Linked DNA regions of Rattus norvegicus: region 2 is linked to region 1. Evidence: chromatin contacts called from public Hi-C data. All regions are on one chromosome and are shown on one strand. Each heading gives the region's core, a stretch centred on a gene start, on an enhancer-like site or on the middle of the called end of the contact. The rest is flanking DNA. Distances are from core to core; before and after follow the strand shown. Region 1 holds the start of LOC102554047 (60S ribosomal protein L15-like). Region 2 overlaps Cfap70 (cilia and flagella associated protein 70).

Evidence for each region. Hi-C and Micro-C count contacts between places; a contact is called where the count stands out from the background.
Region 2: a Hi-C map of the A7r5 cell line shows a contact between it and region 1, with 2.4 times the contacts expected there. The contact joins the enhancer-like site here to the promoter of LOC102554047 in region 1. A contact is called at or near these places in 3 of 12 Hi-C or Micro-C datasets (the A7r5 cell line, kidney and liver).

The regions. Positions count from the first base shown.
Region 1 is chr15:3,862,627-3,866,126 of GRCr8, reverse strand. It overlaps LOC102554047 (60S ribosomal protein L15-like), which reads left to right and starts at 1,519. Exons shown (of 1, transcript XM_039093719.2): 1 at 1,519-3,500. It overlaps Mss51 (MSS51 mitochondrial translational activator), which reads right to left. Exons shown (of 7, transcript NM_001106025.1): 2 at 1,278-1,519; 3 at 872-1,027; 4 at 192-316. The coding sequence starts at 1,495.
Region 2 is chr15:3,949,743-3,953,264 of GRCr8, reverse strand. Cfap70 (cilia and flagella associated protein 70) reads right to left here. Exons shown (of 29, transcript NM_001108370.2): 21 at 693-761; 22 at 220-378. Among named protein-coding and RNA genes, the nearest start is that of Mrps16, 16 kb to the left of the region's middle. Within about 2 kb of position 2,249, at least 2 of the 93 cell types and tissues checked have an H3K27ac peak or open chromatin away from gene starts, as enhancers often do. A contact at or near this core is called in the A7r5 cell line, where this site is marked.

The sequences.
Region 1 (3,500 bases), core at 270-2,769:
AAATCCTTCCTTGGGTTTCAAATTCCCTCCTCAATAATTCCTCCATATTTATTCTGCCAACCTGTAACTACAAGTATCCCCACTTCTTATCACGGTTTCTGCATTTTCCCTTAGAATACCATGCTTTTATTTAGTTCCAGCTAAGTGATCAGCTGCTGTTACAGTGCAGTTTCCTAACAATTACACCCTACCTGTGACCAGAAGCCATTCCATGACACGGTCCACAGCCACGAGACGGAGCTCTCCACACACCTTCCTGTGTGCTGGCCAGTCTGACCTCTGACACTCTGCATCACAGTAATAGACGTTTCTGCACCTGAGAGAATGAACCAAAGAAGCACGTGCCTGTGTCACAAAGGTGTCTTTGTCCAGGAAGGGGCTGGAGCCTGCACCTACAGAGAGGCCAGAGGGAGGCGAGGAAGTCTGGAGAAGAATGAAGAAGCCATGTGGTGGATGAAGCAAATGGATTAGGAATACAATTGTTCTTAGACAGGGTTCTGTGCCAGTTTCCACCCATCTAAAACAACTTAGTTTTTTTTTAAAATCTCTTTCATAAAGAAAGAAGAACCAAAATACCCTAGACATTTGGGGATGCTTTCCCTTACCAGGTATGCCTCAACTTTAGCCTTTCAGAAGAAATGTCATCTTAACCTCTGTGTACTCAAGACAGAAGTAGGAAGACTGTTATTTCATCTCCCACGATACCAAAAATAAACAGGATTAAAACTGGGGCCACACAAAATGAGCAACTATTCTCAAAACACAACAAAAACCACCAAAACCAAAACTTGCAGGGCTGTCCCTCTTGGAATGAGGACCTAGTATACATAGGGCCGTTTCTACATGTCCCCCACTAGTCCCCACACATCACCTCTTACAGTGCCGCAGAACCTTGCAACTGGAAAGGCCATGGGGGAGTGCTTTACAGTAAGCGCAGAATCGGAATGTGTCCTCCATTCTCTGGAACATTTCTTGTTGACATCGAAACCCAAAGCTTGGCACTGGGGTTCCCCCATCTATCACCAACCTGTAGGGATAGTATGGAAGAAGCTGGACAGGGCGAGTAGCTCCCAAGCCTCTCGCGTGCCTCATCTGCCTTGTGTAAATTTTTATGGTAATCTCAAATGTATCCTACTCCCATTTTTTTAAGCACATTGTTTCTTCTACAGCGACCTGACTGACAAAGGTCAGGATGAGAAATTCCTGACTCATACTTGACCAACCTTCTGATGTGACTAGTACCAAGACACTGCCTTCCCACAGAACTGGTCACTCACTTGTACTCTTCATAGCTCTTCATGTTCAGCCTTTGCAGGATCCGCTGGGGCAGGCCTGGTACATCGCTGTCCAAGGCAATGAAGCCGAGGGCGTCAATGCTGGGGCCAGGCTCTGGGAGGGCTGGACGTACTGCAGATACGTCTGTGGGTGGGATGTCAGGCATGGGAGTCACTGGTGGCGGTTTCTTGTGCTTTCGCCGCCGTGAACGAGGAGCCATGACCAGATGCTTGGGGATCAGATGCTAAACAGGAATGGAATTTAACAAAATGAAATGCAAATCTTTGGATGCTTGGCATTTTACTTCCCATTCAAGTCTCTGAGGCCCAACTATCAGAAGATGTATTCACTACTTATAGATTACTTACTTATAACTTATTGATTATAAGTGTAAGAACTGTATGATGAGAACAGTGCGGAGACTTGTGTATGTCTGACCTTTTAGGAGGCAGGAGGCGACAGCTCGTGTAGCCCAGGATGGTCCCTAATCACTGTGCTGGCAAAGATGACTTTGAATTCCTGACCCTCTGGCTCCATTTCTCAAGTATTAGGACCACATCCATGAACGCTAGGCAAGCATCTACATCCCTAGTCTCTTTTTCAGAAAAAGAACGTATTAATATACTAATGGCAGAGAATTTTTTGTAGTTTGTTGAGACATAGCTGTGTGCTACCATATCTGTCTCAGCATACAGGTTGTTAAATTTTAAAAAGGAAGAAAAAGGAACACAAGTCTGGGCTATCCAAAATTACCAGCGGCTGGGAAACCGGCTAATGTAACCAGGTTGTGAATGAAAACATTAACTTCCGGCCAGTGTGTTCTGCTGGCTCGCCGCTGCCCCTGTAAACGGTGCCATGACCTAGTCACCTTCATAAGCATCCTCTAGGACCGCACTGGCTATGATGCACTCTCCTGTGACCTAGGCCTAGGATGGTCAGCAGGGCACGAGGTAACGAAGGTGGAAAAGCCTCTGCTGACAGCCCCAAGAGGAATTTAAAACATAATAATCACTGGGGCTGATAATCAGAACCACTTTTATCAAATGTCTTTGAGTATGTCAAAGATTACGTGAAGTCACTCAAAGGTAAATGAGGAACAGAGACCAGAAATTGCAAAATCTTTCTGTCAGGGATGCAGAGTAAATGAAGCACATCTCGGCTAAGTTAAATAACTACCAGGTTTTCACAGGGAACATGTGAATCAAAATGCAGGGTGTCAGTCCTAACATAAAAGATGATGAGGCTCTAGGCAGGATGTTAATGACGGCCTAGAAATGGAAAGTATTAACCAACTGGGATCTATTACATACATACGATGACACCTGGCTGGTGCCTGTCAACAAACAATACCAGGGCAGAAGATAATGGAACTAGTATCATAGTGAGCATGAATGCAGACACATGCACATTGCACTGTGTGTATGGAATTCACAGGACAACTTCTGGGTTGTTGAATGCCGTCCACTTTGTTTCAGACAGGCTCTTTCTTGTGATTTGTATCTCACTGCAATCCAGGCTAGGTGGTGTACACCTTTTTAGACGATATTCCCCTTTCTACCTCTATCTTGGCCTAAGAGCAGTGAGACTACAGATGTGTACTATAGAATTGGTTTCCATGAAAATCCAGGTCATCGGGGCTTGGCAGACAAGCAATTTTACCTACAGAGCCACCTCAGGTTTCTTTAGAAGATTTATTTTTTGTTTGTGTTTTTCTTACACATGTTCATACATGTGTCATGTTCATGCCTGGTGCCGGGAAGTTCAGAATAGCGTGTCATATCCCTTTGACCTGAAGTTACAAATAGCTGTGAGCTGCCACGTGCATGCTGAAACGACAACTGGGGTGTGTCCTCTGGGAGAGGAGCACTTAAGTGTTGCTGAGCCAGCTTGTATTTGGAGTAGAGGCACTGTTTTGGAAGACCAGTTTCTGAGGGCTGCTCTGATCTCTGTGAACATGTGCACATGCACATTTGTGCATATAGACACACATACATAAATGTAATTAAGAGCAAACTCTTGTAATTCAGAATATCCAACACCCTCGTACATACACACACACTGGAAAAACACCAAAGCACATGAAATAAAAATAATTAATTAAAGTTTATATATTCAAGCACTCTTTAGAAGCATACATCCTAAAACTGGAATGGTAAATGGAGAGATAGCTCAGCGGTTAAGAGCACCCGACTGCTCTTTCAGAGGTCCTGAGTTCAATTCTCAGC
Region 2 (3,522 bases), core at 1,000-3,499, 86 kb before region 1:
AAATTACAGTTCTGTTAGCTACTTGTGTGAACAAGATTAAAATCCTACTCATCAGAGGAGCCCCAGCATAGGGTTTAGAATTCAGATTCTAGACTAATAAAGCGTGGTCAGTGCAACTTCAAACCCTTCAGGAACCCCCAAACCCATAAACTAAGCATGGTCATGCTCTCCTGGTTGGTTGATGCCCTCTTTCCAGGGGAAACGTTGACTTCTCCTCACCTTTTTTGGATGTCAGCTCCTTTAGCAGGGCATTGGATGACTTCTGTGTAAGGGAGGACTCCAGAGGTTGTACAGTGATTATTGGCTCTTGTGAGTCAGACTGCGCCTTAGATGATTCTTCCAAAAACTCGTCTAGACTGGACAAAGCAGTGTTTGGTCCTAAACAGATGAGATTTTCATGAAAAACAGCGCCCTCTTTCTGGCATTGAAAGGCTACAGGAGAGGAGATGCGCAAACCCTGAAGGGACAGGCCCGAGGGTGGCCTCGTGACTAAGGACAGACACGTGGGAGGCCAAGGCCCTCGATGCAGGCACAGAGAAGTCACATGGAAGACAGCGGAACTGAGTCCATCTCCCGGGAACTGGGCGATGAAGGTGACAGAGGGAAATGCACCCCACAGAACGCGTCCCACTTTGAAGAGAGGGAAAAGGAGACCACATCACAGAAACGAAGAAGGTAAACAGCAAAAGAACCTTGGGGTTGAGGATGCAGCTCCACGGTGGGGCGAGGACTCAGCGGGTGTGAGGTCCTGGGCCTTATCCCTGGGGACAGCAAGGAAAAACCTCCTGGTCATTCTTCAGACACATCAGAGAGGAAAGCTGAGGGGTTACACCAGATAAACCAGAAACCGCAACAAAAGATGACAACTGGAAGGGGGACACTGTGATAATCCTGGGGGGATAGAAAGATAGTGTGGGGTAGAGAAGTAGCGCAGGGGCTTAGAACACAAGCCCAGCACCCACATCACATGGCTCCCAGTTGCCTAGAACATCAAGGGGGACTGGATCTCTCCACATGCTCCTGACGTCATGTGCACACACCCCTGACCCAGACACAAGCACACACATAATTAAAAATAAGGCAAAACATTTTAAAAAGATGTTGTGAGATGAGCTTTGGGAGGAAGAAGATAAACTATGTTTATTGGTGGGTGCTATCAGTCATTTATATATATGTTTGGTTGGTTGGTTCTTTGGTGTTTTTTTTTTTTTCAAAATAGGGTTTCTTTGTATAGCTCTGGCTACCCTGGGATTTGCTCTGTAGACCAGGCTGGCCTCATGCCCTCAGAGATCCACCTGCCTCTGCCTCCTGAGTGCTGTGATTAAAAGTGTGGACACCACGCCCAGCTCATAGTCAAAATTTCAAGAAACAACAAAAATCATCAATTCATTAGAGTGAAAAAAGTTGGGGAAGGTTTCCACATAAAGTCCAATAAAAATTATCTGGAACCTAGAAATGACTAGAAATTTCATTTACTAAACAGGGCCTCATTAGATAAAATGTTAAGGTGTTACTAAAGGAGTAAGAAGAAAACTTGCTAAGTGGAGGGTGTCATTGCCACATCGGACAGAGTGGGCTAACATGAAAATGCTAAGTATTCCTCAGCTAATCTGTAATTTCCAATACAGTCCAAATAAAAATGATAACTACATTTTAAAGATTCACTAAATAAATTCACTATAAAATCCATACAGAGAAATAAGGTCCACACACAGCTAAGGGAGACAATTACATGAGAGAAACAGATATCAACGCACTGACCCAAACCACAGCCACAGAAGAGGTGGATACAATGTGTCGCGTCTGTGTTTACCCCTAGCAAGCACCACGGAATGACAACATCAGAGTTTAGGAATGTATACCTCCCATCACCAGGGAAATAATGGGGTTGGGAGAGACAGCTGAGAAAACCAGATTCCTATCCAGACAAAAACTAACGGGCAATGCTTCTGTGGCAGAATATTTTAAAATCAGTTCTCTAAAGACCAAATGTGAGACAATTGTAAAGTTAATTGAAGAATGTGTTACACAAAGAAGAAAGAGATTATATACCTAAACAACGGCCAGGCATGAAAACTGGTGCCTGTGATCCCAGCACTTGGGAGACCAAGGCTGAATCGTAGAAAATTCAAAGCTAGCTTGAGATACAGGGCAAGTTTGAGACCAGCCTGCATTACTAAGTGAAACCCTGTTGTGGTGGTTTGAATAAAAGTGACCCCATAAGCCTAGAAGGAGTGGCGCTCTTAGTGGGTGTGGCCTTGTTGAAGGAAGTATGTCACTGGGGGGAGCCTAGAGGGAGGGGTGCTCTTAGCGGGTGTGGCCTTGTTGGAGGAAGTGCGTCACTGGGTCACTGGGGGGACGGGCACTGAGGTCTCAGAGGCTCCAGCCAGGCCCAGTGTGTCAGTCCCTCCCTGCTGCCTGTTGATCCAGATAGAGAACTCTCAGCTCCTTCTCCAGCACCATGTCTGCCTGCACGATGTGCTTCCTATCATGACAACAATGTACGAAGCCTCTGAACTGTAAGTCAGCCCTGATTAAATGTTTTCCTTTCTAAGAGTTGCTGTGGTTGTGGTCTGTCTTCATAGCAGTGGAAACCCTAACTAAGACACCTGTCTTTAAGACTGTTCCTAAGCTTCAAAGAGAAAGAACTACAATGGATATAGCCCCGGAGTGCAGTGGCCACAACGCCCCACTGACATCTGCAGAGCATTGTATTGTCAGTGATATTTATCAAGACAGACTATCTGCTGGCCCATAAAACAAGTTCCAATATTTTTGAAGAATTTCACTTAGAGAAAGTTTAATTTCCAGCCACAGTGAGATTATGTCATAAATAAAAAGCAAGGATATATGGGGAAATCTCCAAATATTTAGAAAATCAAAACCATATCACTAAATCACCCATAGTCTCAGCTGGTGAGTTCCTAGGTGTTTTCGGGAAATGAGTCTATCCATGCACAAATCAGGTCCTAATGCTCTGAACTCAATAGTCTCGACATGAAAACAACCAAACGCGAAGCAGCAGGAGAACGGAGGTGAGCACGGGGTGCTCTGTCTACACTGGGGAGCAGTGTGGCAGCAAAGACACATTCAGTATTCCATGAAAAACCTCAAGATAACTATGCTTGGTTAAAAAAAAAATCAGACCAAAAAGCATATACCGTTGAACTCTGAAAGCATTCTAGACTATTTCTAGAATTCTAAAACTTAAAAACCAACAAATTTGGGCTGTTTATATGGTTCAGCAGGTACAAGCCTGGCACAAGCCCAAAGGCCTGAGTCCCATCCCAGGAACCCACATGGGGCTATGACAGAACCCTGACTCCCCCGGTGTCCTCCGAGCACCACATGGGTGCCAGTGGACACCTACCTCCTGACCCAAATATAACTCGTTCAATGCAAACTCCTCCATGGTGAGCGTAGCTCAGTGGTTCTCTCGGCATGGGGGTAGACAGATGGCATCACAAGGGGGCGTGAGCGAGCCATCGGCTCCAGTGTGCTTTGTCAACACTGAGTAAACTG